Linked DNA regions of Bombyx mori: region 2 is linked to region 1. The links are chromatin contacts, called in public Hi-C maps. All regions are on one chromosome and are shown on one strand. The core of a region is the stretch at or near the end of the contact, and the rest is flanking DNA. Distances in the headings are between cores, read along the strand shown.

Region 1 (7,203 bases), core at 1,722-4,221:
GTCGGCGCGTGCCTCTGAGGCGATGCACAGAGTAGCTGAACGCCTCACTACCCCGTGCAGGAGACGAGGCCTGGACAGACCGGGCCAGCACTGGTGTGGGGCTGCGGAAGAATTTGGATTCCCGCGGCCCTGCGCGCAGGTGTGGGTGGACACCGGGGTGGTTTTAGCCGGTAGGAGTCCGGCACGCCCCTCCGCTTTTCCCCAGGCGGAGGTAGTCCACGAGGATTTCCCCCCGAAAAAAAAAACAAAAAAAGGTTAAGTTGTAGTGGTGCCACCTAGGCGCGGGGACCTCGTAGGAGGTTCGGCCCCCAACCCGAAAAAAAAAAAAAGTTGTAGTGGTGCGCATATGCTCACATTTACCAAAACGACATGGTCATTGTGAATTCAATGTACATTTATTTCCCTTCTTTCAAATTGTAAATTCTAGTTGAATGCACATTACCCAAACGAGGAGGCAAAATGCACATTTACCGGAAAATGCCGCAATATCTATTTTTACCGGAACATACACATACATAGTTACTTAATTAAATTACTGTGTAGGCAGATAATTACACTAGATTATGATTAAATAGATCATAATTTATCGTTATTTTTATTATCTTGGAATTATTTTATCTGCGATTAGTTTTGGTATTCGTAAACAACAAAATCCTGAAAATAAATTATTTTTTTATCAGCGTAAATGTTATTGAATTTATTTCGTCACAGAGTGAATAGTGACGCGCATCTTGTAATTTGAGGGATCACGGTTTGTCCAGAGAATTAGCTACATTTTTACTCCGCTTGCAGATCACGAGGTAAAGTTCACCAAGCATAAGGGCGGGGCGGTCGCAAGCACGTTTTACATGAGCGCGGAAGGTCAATTTCGGATATTGACCTTCGTGACTTAGTGTATTGTTTGACTAAAGAGGGGATCGAGGGGTTTAGGTTCTTTGGCTTTGATTGAATTGAGATCGAAGTTTCTTTTATATTGGACTAACGGCCCATCTTAGCATTCATACCAAAATCCATGATTACTTCTTGGTATAAATTAGTAGGTACCTGTTAGAACGGTATGTTGACTTCACAAGGTTCGGCGCTCTACGCTACGCTTTTGTCCTGCTTTTGACATGCGTATCCATTTATATTACGTTTTGCTATGAGGGTAAGAGCTCACTGAGGCGGGTCTCTTACGAACTGGCTTACGGCCCATCTATTGTTAAGTGGTTACTGGAGCCCATACGCATCACTGCGTGAATACCGCCACACACCTTGAAACATAAGGTCTAATTCTCAAGTGTACAGTATAAATTATAATAAGTATATACTCGTACAGTAAAAGCTCTTAATTCGCGGGGTGTATGTTCTATAAATAAACCGTGAATACGGATAGTAATTGATAAGGGACTAGCTGTCCCGGCAGACTTCGTAGTGCTTCAATCAATAATTAAAAGACCTAAACTTTTGTTATAAAATAAACTGAAATAGATTATAGGATATAGACGTTCCTAGGCGACAAAAAAACAAATATATTAAAAAAAAACAATTTAATTTAAGATTTTGAAGATTTTGATTAATTATCTTAAGACTTAGACAATGGTTTGATACGCAATTTGCGTCTCAAATAGCCTCTCAAGGCTCTCAGCTTAGGTAGGAAAAAAAAAAAAAAACCTACCAATGCGAGATCACAAGACGCCCTACCACCTATAAAAGATGTGAAGACTACTCTTCGACAGGTGGAACCTGTACTTTGTAAACGCAAAATCTTTGTTAAGGCATGAAGTACCACTTCATTTAGTTCAAGACCCACAGAAATCGAAATGAATGAATGACATAACACGTATAGTGATGGCCTAGTACAAGATGATTTCACGAACGAATTAGTCGCAATCTGTTAAAAATTATAATCGATTCTACAGTGGTCCATTTTTCGACTCAAGAATCGAGATATTTTTCAACTATCCGTTCAATCGTATGTGAGGGATTTACATACGTATATGTTTACGTACTCGGTATATGGATACAAATATCGGAGAGTACTCAGATATGTGCAGAGGCTTGGCTCTGCCCCTGGTATTGCCGACGTCCATGAGCGTTGTAACCACTTACCATCAGGTGGGCAGTATATTCATCTGGGTTTTTTTCTCATCATCTGGTTCATGGTTTTTTTATACTTATTTGCATCATTTTACTAACTCAATGCTACTAATACTCTTGACTTCATAGACTTCTTTGAAAAAGTAGCTATCAACATAATTCTCTAATTATGGCCGCCTATAACTAAATATTCGACCCAGGCGACGGGGCAACGTAAAGTCGGCGTCGCCCCAAATATGTCTGGCCGGATCCTTTTTATCCACTCTCGATGTTCTCCAAGCACCGGCCACCATTCTCGTCGAACTTAGAGAAAACAAAAAGTTGGACTAGAAACCTAGCCCAATTTTTTTCCGGCAAGAGGCCGAAGCTCATACGAGGTGGCCGCGTCTCGAAGGCATGCGAAGTATGTGCAACTTGACGATCTGCAGATGTGGGGAGCAGACTGTAGGCCCAAGGATGCTTTTAGTGTTCTACCCACCAAACAACTCCCCTTGCACTCTCTCTCCCGACATCTCCACCCGGGATCAAAACGGGAGCATCGTAGTAACAACAGTCGGCAGCGACAGGTCAGGTACTAATTTGGTGACGAGGACGCAACGCTACTCTGCAAAAGCGGAGCGATACGTGAACTTGTGTCTCCCTAGGTGCGGACACCTTATATGAAGTTCGGACCCCTATCCAAAAAAAAAACCCTTAAACACAACCCAATGACTTTCTCGCCCGATCTTTTGAGTGGGTTACGATTCCGATCTTGTGAAAAAATTCAAGGAACGACTGCTCTGACTAGGGCTAGTTCTAGTGTTAGGCAATTCTCTCAAGTTAAGTACGTGAACTCATCTATCCGTCCACGCGTAGCTGGAACAGCCCTATTAGCTTATAACGATTAGGTAGGGGAAAGTCATAGCCATACTTACGTCTTCATAGTAAATACGGTCGTCCTTATTTCCGGGCAATTGCTTTCGTATCCATGATTGCATAAATTATGTCTTCTGGAGTGAATATTGTGGACTCATATTCATCAATTTATAATGAAAAAATTGAGATTTTTCAATCGTGATTGGTGTCTCGTGACAATCTCCAGATCGATTCAAGTCGACTAAGGCAAAATCATCGAGATATTTTTAAAATTCGACTTGAATATTTTAGATGCCTCCAATCGCTATGGTTACTAAGCCGTACTACACTACGTAACTACGTTACAATTACAAATGAATTTTAATGAACTTCAAAACAATCTACTGGCTTAAGGAGATACTAGTGTAGGTTAACCTCATAGACCGAAATTAAATAGTAGGCGAAATGTCTCATTTTAAGTTAATATCTTCAACGAAAGCTTCAGACATAATTCCTGTGAACAAGTACGTGTCGGAAAAAACAGGACTTACAGTAATAATAGCTGATGTCGAAGGACCGCTTGTGAACGGGTACTTCTGTCTTGGTAATTTTTACAACATTGCATTAAAAAAATACTATATAATAAAATATAAGTACGTAAAAACTATTTGAAGGTATGTACTTATTATTGAATTACATGTTTAGCATCTAAATCAAACTCAAACAATTATGCATTTTTGTACCAACTTAAAAGTACACAACAAGTAAACAACTCACTCAATAATTTTGGATTTTGAATTACAACCTGTATCAGATTCGGTAGAGATTTAGTTTCCAACTGTTTGTTGAGATAAAAATAGTAAATTTAATTATAATAATGGAGAAAAGACCTGGATCAGTTAGATTATTATCTTCTGCAAATCTATTGAAGATATTGTAGACTGAAGATGTTTATAATTATGGTCAGTTTATAAGTTAACTCTACATAATTTTCATACTCACTGGAAACATGAATTATGTTTTATTTCCCATACCCCTCCCTCTAAATTATAGCTCGATTATGTGAAAGAACTTTGTCAATATTTCCATTCCATGGATAATTTTGGTTTAAATTAAGAATTATTGCAATAAATCAATAATTTTCACTGCATTTATAAGTGTAGATTATTCAAAAGAACTTAATTATAACATATGAAAATAAATTATCAGTTTTATCTTAAAAATCTCAGTTGACAATAGCATACTGTTGTAAAAATAATGTTAAATAATGATTTTTTTGTGTTCTACAGCAACAGAAGCTCATGATGATGATGGGCTGCCACATACATTGGAACATCTTGTTTTCTTGGGTTCTAAACGCTACCCTTACAAGGGTGTACTTGACCAACTTGCAAATCGTTGTATGGCACATGGTACGAATGCATGGACCGACACAGATCACACGTGTTACACTATATATACTGCAGGGGACGAGGGAATGCTAACATTGTTGCCAATATACATCGATCATATTTTACATCCAACCTTAACAGAACAAGGGTTCATTACGGAGGTACATCATATTGATGGAGATGGAGAAGATGCTGGTGTTGTATATTGTGAGATGCAGGGTCGTGAAAATTCAGCTGATAGTAGGTTAGCAAACAAAATAATATTAATTACATGTATAATTGTATTAAAACAATGATTTTTGTAATTGTGTAATTTTTTAAAATGTGTTTCATAGATGTGAATTGAAATTGTTACGTGCTATGTATCCAAACTCTGGGTACTCTGCTGAAACAGGCGGTATCATGAAGAACCTTAGGACATCAACTGATAATGCAAAAGTAAGTAAGCCTTTGTGTTATAAGATTTATTACTATTGTGTTTATTACTGTTGTTATAGGATTTATTACGGTGGAGTACTGTAAATCTGTACTGGTAGCTTCTACCTCCATATTTTGGTCGAACAATCATGGGGTTCCATTTTGCAGGGTGGGACAGGCATTATACAATAAAATTGAAAGATCAACTTCATGTCTCATGGTAATGACATACACACTCTTTTGGGCTTTGTTATTCATTTGAAAACAGGTTACAGGTCACAGGAGCTCGTTCACCTGTCGGTGTCAAAAATAATAATCACATATGATGCAAATTTTGTATTGGTAGACGGTACAATACCTTTGATATTAAGAGTCGTTAGTGCCCATAGACCTCTAACCGATAGTCACAACCCCTGAGTTTCTCGCCGGATTAACTCAGTGCCTCGCAATTCCGATTACAGTTATAGATTCAATAAAGCGGTGCTCTTGGTAGGGTGAGATGCTAGCAAGTGTTCTCAGGCCGAGCCCTGTGTGCATTCCTAATAAACTGGTGGAACTGGAATAGTCCCTCAATGGTACCAGTGATTAGGGTATAGAAAAAAACCAATTCACAACGTGAATGTTCATAGGAACTTTATGCAAAGTAGATGTTACATTTTTATGTAATTTATGCAAAGTAGATGTTACATGTTGGAAATCTTAATGCATTATAGTTCACAATAAATTGACATGGATCTCTCAGATAAGATAATTATATTTTGGGGAGAGAAAGGTAAAGCGCTTTGCAAAGGATTTTGGCAGCAAATTCAAAACAAACTAATGCAGATATCATTATTTATGGTAACAACATTTGAAAAACAGATTTTCCAAATTTTACTGTCAATAATTGTGAAATATCTGAAATTTTATAAAAATTGTACTTTAATTTTTTTCATTTAGATAATTCTCAAGTTCTATCATATTTATTAATAATAAGGTAAATTGTAATATCATTATTTATATTGTTAATGTCTTCCCAAAATACTGATTCAAATTGATGATTTGAATAATTATAGATTATCGCACCAAATATACATTAATGTGAAAAATCTTCTAGGTAAGAAGCTTTCATAAGAAATTCTACCGATCGGAAAACCTTACTATTATTCTGGCGGGACAAATACAGGCGAGCGACGTTTTTTCGTCATTGTCAATTGTAGAAGATGACATCATTGCAAAGGTGACTTCACTTAATTTAAACTACTTTACTGCATACCATATTCAAGTTTTAGACATGATAGAGTGAAATTAACTTTTCAACTATGTATCAATTTTAGTTCTTCTGAATTAAAAAAAAGATATATAGATATCCCAAAAAGTTACGTACCTACTTGTAATCTATTTCTTATGTCATTAATAATGGCCATTAATTTTTAAGTAACTGTCAGACTCAAGCTACTAGCAAAAACTAAAACAGGTTTCAATTTAAGAAAATTGTTACTTATTGAGTTTCTTATTTAAATATGGGCTGAAATTAGTTTATTGGCACACACCGCATGACCTGGTTAAACAAATTATACCTACAAATTATTATTACACTGACATGTGCAGTATAATACTAGTTACACTACACCACTTGAACTGTAGACACTGGTTATTAGCTTCACATTAAAGAGAGAAACCAACCATTTCCATAATTATCTTGTGTTTTTAGAGAGAAACAGAACAGCAAGAAGAATGGGTCAAACCCTGGCAGAGTATCCCGGGACCACCAATTTATGGAGAGCTGAGGGAACAATGGCCGGCTGATATTGAAGATTGCGGACAGGTATTGTTTTATAATAATATCTATATTTAGTCTTTAAAAATTCATTTTTGAAAATTAAGTTGGTTATAGACTAATATAAAATAATATAAATTGTTGTTGTTGTTATATTATGTTTTTGTGTATAATTGTTGTTGTGAAAACAAAATAATATAAAACAAAAGCAAGCCAGCTTTGCAATCTGTAATCAGACAATAATTGTTTGACAAATTATGTATGAATTTGTGGAAGTGGCACAAATATGAAGGTTGATTTATTTATATCTTGTTTTTTTAATAATAATAAATAAATAAATATTTACTAACAATCACGTCACGTTAACTGGGCCCGTGCTAAGTTCATAAAGAACTTGTGATACAGGTGCCAGATAACGGAAATAAATGTAAGATTTTTATTATACACATACATATATTTAATATACACCCATAACCTGGAAAAGACTATATTTATCATACAAATATCTTCCCTTGGCGGGATTCGAACCCGCGACCCCCTTGTGTAGTGACCATGTCACTTACCACTACACCAGACGGCCGTTCATCTGTAGAAGAATTTTATACAACTTTGAAGCAATTTTGATTCAATTAACATAACGAAAATAACATATTTTAATAAAGAAAATTTTTTGTGCTGCACAATTTGTAGCTTCTAAAACTAACAAGGTGAAAAATCTTTTAA
Region 2 (7,203 bases), core at 1,321-3,820, 39 kb before region 1:
GGTTTCTTTTTACTGACTCTAAGCTTCCATAGCACTTAGTCTAACTATTAATTCTCCGAAATTAACAGTATGAAATTTTTGTGAGTACCATATGACGGCATGATGCTAAGTTTTTTGATAACACGAGTCTCAGATGCGATTCGTAAAATAAGGAATAAATAATAGTTTAAAAAAACTAAAAAACACGCTTTATATAAAATTCAACAAAAACATAGAAAATAAATTTTAATAAATTTAAATTGAAAATAGTGTAAAAAAATATATATTTATTGTAAAAAAAGCGTGTAAAAGTAATTTTAATTAATGTTTACGAATCGCAAAAAGTAAATGAAAGTACCGATTCGTAAGTGATTTTTCGTAAATTTCCAAAGGTAAACTAAGACTAAATCTGGAACATTTGTTGTCTGTTTAACATAAAATTTACAAATACTAAGAAAAATTGCATTAAAAAATGTTGTAGTTTCAGATTGTTTTGTGTGAGTAATCACGCTCTTTATAACGAATTAAGAACTTAATTCTACAATAACAGTTAAATCATCTAATCCTAGCATATCGACAGTATCTATATATTAATACGTGAAGCAAAAACTTTGTACCCCTTTATACAAAAATTGCGCGGACGGAGGAATATGAAATTTTCCAACTAATAGAGAATAGAGAGAAAAAGTGCAGAATGCTAATATTCTTTTTAAATTATGGATTAAAAATACATTAGATCAATAAAGAAAACATTACACACACTACCATGTATTTGACACACACATATACTCTTTGTTTATTGTCAAACTTTTGTTATTGCTTAAAGTCTGTAAGTGTCTTCAAATTGAGAATAAGTTAGTTTTGTTTATCTTTAATATTACGAGTATTTGTCTATAGTGTAGCCTTGGCGAAATCTGTAACAATAGGTCCATAATAATGTTGAAACTTATAATTTCAATTAATTATAATCGAATTTCGACTACTGCGGGACCACTAGTAATAGTAAAACCAGTTGATTTAGTATTAATTCTTACCGTTGCTTTGAATTTAATGCAATCCGGGAAATATGCAGACGCCGAAAATTTCGCTCTCAAAGCTACAGTGCACCCGAATATGAAGGCCTGACCAACTGAAATACACCCTCCAGCTGAATGATACAAAGGCATTGGACAGTACATTATATCGTTTTTTCTCAATCCACCTAAATAATGTACGCCCGATGCCATGAACACCATCCTGCAAATAAGCCACAATTAAAAAATGTATAGGTAAACGTAATAATTTTGAAGTCGTCGTGGCCTAAAGGATAAAGACGTCCGGTGCATTCGTGTTGAGCGATGCACCGGTGTTCGAATGTCAGGCGGGTACCAATTTTTGTAATGAAATACGTACTCAACAAACGTTCACGATTGACTTCCACGGTGTAGGAGTAACATCGTGTAATGAAAATCAATCCCGCAAAATTATAATTTGCGTAATTACTGGTGGTAGGACCTCTTGTGATTCCGTGCGGGTAGGTACCATCGCCTTGCCTATGTCTGCCGTGAAGCGTAATGCGTTTCGGTTTGAAGGGTGGGGCAGCTGTTGTAACTATACTTGAGACCTTAGAACTTGTATCTTAAGGTGTGTGGCACATTTTCGTCGTAGATGTCTATGGGCTCTAATATCCACTTAATACCAGGTAGGCTGTAAGCTCATCCAACCATTTAAGCAATAAAAAAAGGCAACATTCCAGTAACGCGAACTTTATAGTTATTCCTTTGTTACCTTGACGGAGATATAACTGCTGCTTTGGGCAATCCAGTAGTCCCTGACGTGTATATATATAGAAGTTTTCCGGTGAAGCCTTCTCCGTCGGAAAGACTCCACGGGGCAGGAGGTGTAGTCTCCAACATATGAGTGAAATCGTTTTCCGATTCTACAACCCTAACAGCATCACCTGATGCATTTAGGGGTCTCCGGTTGTATCTATACAGTTTTATTGCGGGATTTATTTCATTTGATATTTCATCGAATGCTGAAATAAATAGATCAAGTTTAATTAACAATACTAGACAATACTAGATTTATACTAGTACAGATATAGATTATGAAATGCATTGTCTGATCTGCCGACCCTGTAGACCGAATGGTAAACCGTCGACGTCGCCCAAAGCACGTCATTACGGATCCTCCTGATCCATTAACGGTGCTTTTAGGCACCACAAGCACCGGTCACCGTCCTCGTCGAACCCGTCGCTTGCGACGAAGGGCTCGACGAGTGAATTAGCCCATAGACACAGCCCACTGAGTTTCTGGCCGGATCTTCTCAGTGGGTCGCGTTTCCGATCCGGTGGTAGATTCTGCAAAGCACTGCTCTTGCTAGGGTCAGTGTTAGCAACTCTCCGATTTGAGCCCCGTGAGCTCACCTACAAACGTTAGGGCGAAGCTGAAATAGGCTCTCAAGGCTATAAGCATAGGTATGGGGAAAAAAGTCTGATCTGTGTATTTATGTACCTACCACTCTGAAACTCGCTTCCGTATATCACAACGTTACATTTCGCAACGTTAACCGAATGCAGAAGAGCGTTTCCGGTTTGGTTCGTGTTTATGAGAGGCGACACGCCTCCCATGCGAGCTACGCCTAGCCACGTCGCCGGCAATTCCGGACAGTTATTCATCATTACGCCGACAACATCTCCACGTTTCACACCATGATTCTTAAGCACTGCCGTAACACGAAGACTGAATTCTTCGACCTGTATTTAATTTTTCACAGATTATTTAGAGATTTACATTCGTCAGTCTCATTAGTAATATTACGGCCACACACGTTTCAAATTTACGGTAGATTTAATATTGAATTAATTAATTAAAGACATTTTTACTGACACATTTACTTGTGATAAGACCTCTTGTGAGTCCGCGCGGGTAGGTACCACCACCCTGTCTATTTCTGCCGTGAAGCATATCTTAAGTTTTGAAGGGTGGGGCAGCCGTTGTAACTTTACTTGAGACCTTAGAACTTATATCTCAAAGTTGGCTTCTATGGGCTCCAGTAACCACTTAACACCAGGTGGGCTGTGAGCTCGTCCACCCATCTAAGCAATAAAAAAAAACATTGTTACCTCCTTATCTTGATGATTGCAAAATTATTTATATGGTTGGTTATATTTAATAATTTTATGAAAACGAAAAGAAAACCGGTCTATAAAAGTAACAGAGTAATATCGTAAGTTAAAGGTTTTCAAGGTTCTTCGCATAATTAATTCAACTCATAATACTATGTACAATGTATAGGCCTTTTATTAAAAATAAGATTTGCATCAGGTTAATTTTGTTATCGTTTAAGACAGTTATATATTATATATTATACTGTTACACCGAGAGTTATTGGTTAATTAAAATCAATACAAAAGAGAACGGACATTTTAAAAATTTCTTAACGTGTCCCAATTGGTTCCCATTGTGAAAACGGTTTTGCTGTATCGGAATATTTCTGCTAAATATGATTCAAGTACAAAAAAATATATGTTTTACCTGTTTAAAGGACCATGACTCGTTCTCGTAAAGGAAGCATGCTTTGTTCGGATGTCTCTTTACATTTTCATGGAATATATCGGGCATTGACCAGTTCTTCTTACCAAAATTACCCGAAAGTCTCAGGATTTTAACATAACACCACAGTGCCCTGTGAATGAAGAAAATCTCTTGAACCTCCATTGTTAGCATATAATGCAAATCACGTAACAATGAGATCATGATTTTAACGATAGCATTTTATAAATATAAACACAGTTTATGGGTAGTAAATCCATAAATCCCGGTAAATAATAGCTATGTGAAACATTTTATCATTTCAACAATGACTTCAATAGTACTAGAACGTTCTTAGTTGTAAATCATACGAGGAACGCGGTACGAAGTACGTTGTATAAATCTGTACAAGATTTTCTGAGATTTTTTTACTGCTTAGACGAGTGGACGAGCTCACAGCCCACCTGGTGTTAAGTGGTTACTGGAGCACATAGACATCTACAACGTAAATGCGCCACCCAACTCGAGATATAAGTTCTAAGATCTCAGTATAGTTACACCGGCTACCCCACCCTTCGAACCGAAACGCATTACTGCTTCACGGCGGAAATAGGCGGGGCGGTGGTACCTACAACGACTTCTAAAAAATATTGTAAACAATCCGTTTTAAAGAATATTCAAACTTACGAAAAATCTCTAGGAGCAGTTCTGGCCGCGATGTACAGCCATTTCCAGAAATAGCCAACGGTGAATACCACCAAAAGTACAACGAAGATGATAAGACTGGTGAGCCAGTCCTGGAACACCCAGGCGACGCCACAGGCTATCACGATAACTGCTAGCGACAGCAACACGTAAAATATTTTTCCCCAAGACACTCCATCCGAATCACTGTTCTGTTTGCTTTTTTCGATGTCAACAGCACCGGGTTTCATCTATTAAAAAAAATATATATGTAAATAAATATTTAAGAATTAACAGCCGTTTTATGTTATAAACTATTCAGGAACATTGTGTTTTCGAACCAACTTGAGCCGATTCGTTTTAATCATCACAAACGTACATCAGCCACTTTAGGTATTAGTTAGGTACTGTTTGCCGGTTTATAGTTCTGAAAAACTGTAAGCTATTCTAACTGAGCGTATTTATCTGAAATATTGCATTGCGCTGAAGGATTGTGAGTAAATCTTTTTAACATATTATATTATTATCTTAATAATAGTCTCGCTAAAACTCGAGAACGGCTGGACCGATTTGGCTAATTTTGGTCTTGAATTATTTGTGGAAGTCCAAAGAAGGTTTGAAAGGTAGATAAATATGAAAATGCTCGGAATTAAATAAAAATAACAATTTTGTTTTTCCTTTGATGTGTCCCCCGTCGGACGGATTCCTTTTGTTTGTTTTAAATTTATTTTATACAAAAGCTTAGGTCTTTTATTTATCGATTGAGGCACTCGAAGTCTGCCGGGTCAGCTAGTATTATTAGGTATATATATCTTCTGTGCGTGTGTTTGTCACTGAACTCCTCCTAAACGACTAAACCGATATGAACGATTTTTTTGTATGCGTTTGGGTGGCGCCCTGGATGGTTTAGATGCACAAATCAGCCCGGCAGATGGCGCGGCAGTCGGTATTTAGATTATTTATCTTTCAAAGAAATAAATTATACGGCAAAACAACGTTTGCCGGGTCACCTAGCCATCCTGTAGATATGTATCTATACTTAATATTATAAAGCTGAAGAGTTTGTTTGTTTGAACGCGCTAATCTCAGAAACTACTAGTCCGATTTGAAAAATTATTTCAGTGTTAGATAGCCCATTTATCGAGGAAGGCTATATATAGGCTATATAACATCACGCTAAGACCAATGCAGGCGGAGTACCAAAAGAATTTTTCAAATTCGGGTTTTTTCCCTTTTGAGAGCTTCCGCTGCGTGCGCTGCGAAAACGGTTAAAGTTTCGCTAAAATAATGTATCACAGAATTGTTCCCTTTTAAAAGATCTAAAAAAAATTGCACGACAGCATATGTCTATATTTTAAGGTTGGCTCCCTATAACGTTTTTTATGCTAACCAAATTTGTTCTGAAATAAAGCATTATTTGTGAACTATTCCACGCGGTCGAAGTCGCGGGCAACAGCTAGTGTAAATATATTTATACACTTTTACCTTTCGAACTGTGAACGACACATTACAAAATAAACAACACATTACAAAAATATAATTAGAAAACAAACGTATATGGGTAGTTTGTTCCTGATACACAAAAGATCGTTTAAAGGCGATCACCCAATAGACACAGTATTTATTATGGAAGAAAAAAATATCGAGATGTTGCCTTCTTTTAGTTTAGTTAGCTAACATTTGCCTTATTTTTTTTATTGCCCTTGGAGGCAGACGAGCATACGGCCCACCTGATGGTGAGTGGTTACCGTTGCCCATGGACTTCAGCAATGCCAGGGGCAGAGCCAAGCCGCTGCCTACCGCTTAAGAGAAGTGGTTTGCTGAATCTACTACCCACCCACTGCGACCACTAAGAAGATCCAGTGAGAAACTCAGTGGGTTGTGTCTATGTTCGAGCCCGTAAACCCCAATCGTAATACAGCAACATTTTACATTAAATGGAAAAATTAAGGTCTGCTTTTGCTGGGAAATCAACGGAAGATGGAAAAACAAACACGGTTAATAAAAATACCACACCCGAGAATTTCGGGCGTCTTATGGTAGACATACAGTAGTTTGAAATGCATATGAAATATATTTGAATATTAAACCATAAAACTCGTGAGCAATAACGCAATGAGAGAACCAGCTAAGCATTATTGTGCTTACTTTAATTATATATAATTAACTACGAATGTACCTCTATAATTAGCAGGCAAATTAAATGATGTAGATGTAGATATAAAAGATATCACTTGATATTTCCAGTGATCGCAATTTTACACTCAATGCACGATATGAGTACTCGTGTCGAGTGATACGGCTCGTGATTCAAATCTGACAGACTGATAGAATACGATGTAGGAATAAAATCGTATAACATACTCGTATATATAAAATTCGAATGGAATCAACGACCTTTCTCGTTTTTGTCGCAAAAAAACGATTTTTTCCCTACTCATTCGCTGGTAGACTAAGAGGCTATTCCATATACGCCCGGACGGATACATGTGTTCACGGGCTGGACCTGAGAGAATTTGCTAATACTAGCCCTAGCAAGAGCAGTACTTCACAATCCACCACCAGATTGGAATCGCGACCCACTAAAAAGATCCGGCGAGAAACTCAGTGGTCTAAACTTTAAAGAATAAGACAGCTATTATAACACAATTCAAACTTCGACCTCACGTCTCAAGGTTGGAGGCGGTATTTAAATCGTCGTGTACGAGTACTCAACTTACTACCAAGCAACATCCATGTACAATACTACAAAAAATTCTGACGTGCATGTATGTATGCTTATATCCGCTTTCCGACTAAATAATAATTATCTACGTAGGGTTAAAATGAAGTTTTTTTTCTACCTAAGCTGATGGTATAGGGAGACCATATCAGCGTCACCGGGCTAGTAGATGAGCTCACGGGGCTCAAACCTGACGCTGTTGCTAACACGAACACTAGCAAGAGTCGTGCTTCGCAGAATCTACCACCGGATCGGAATCGCGACCCACTGAAAAGATCCGGCGAGAAACTCAGTGGGCTGTG

Evidence for each region. A called contact is a pair of places that touch in the nucleus more often than the background predicts.
Region 2: a Hi-C map of midgut shows a contact between it and region 1, with 2.2 times the contacts expected there. The contact joins the enhancer-like site here to the promoter of LOC101746531 in region 1. A contact is called at or near these places in 2 of 7 Hi-C or Micro-C datasets (midgut and whole pupa).

What each region holds. Positions count from the first base shown.
Region 1 is chr4:6,698,893-6,706,095 of ASM3026992v2, reverse strand. LOC101746531 reads left to right here and starts at 2,971. Exons shown (of 18, transcript XM_004929181.4): 1 at 2,971-3,517; 2 at 4,203-4,548; 3 at 4,640-4,742; 4 at 5,818-5,940; 5 at 6,415-6,528. The coding sequence starts at 3,379.
Region 2 is chr4:6,737,223-6,744,425 of ASM3026992v2, reverse strand. It overlaps Fatp (fatty acid transport protein), which reads right to left. Exons shown (of 14, transcript NM_001134255.1): 3 at 4,183-4,430; 4 at 3,499-3,649; 5 at 2,480-2,717; 6 at 1,747-1,996; 7 at 1,014-1,215. Among protein-coding and RNA genes, the nearest start is that of LOC101746772, 25 kb to the left of the region's middle. Within about 2 kb of position 2,570, at least 4 of the 8 cell types and tissues checked have open chromatin away from gene starts, as enhancers often do.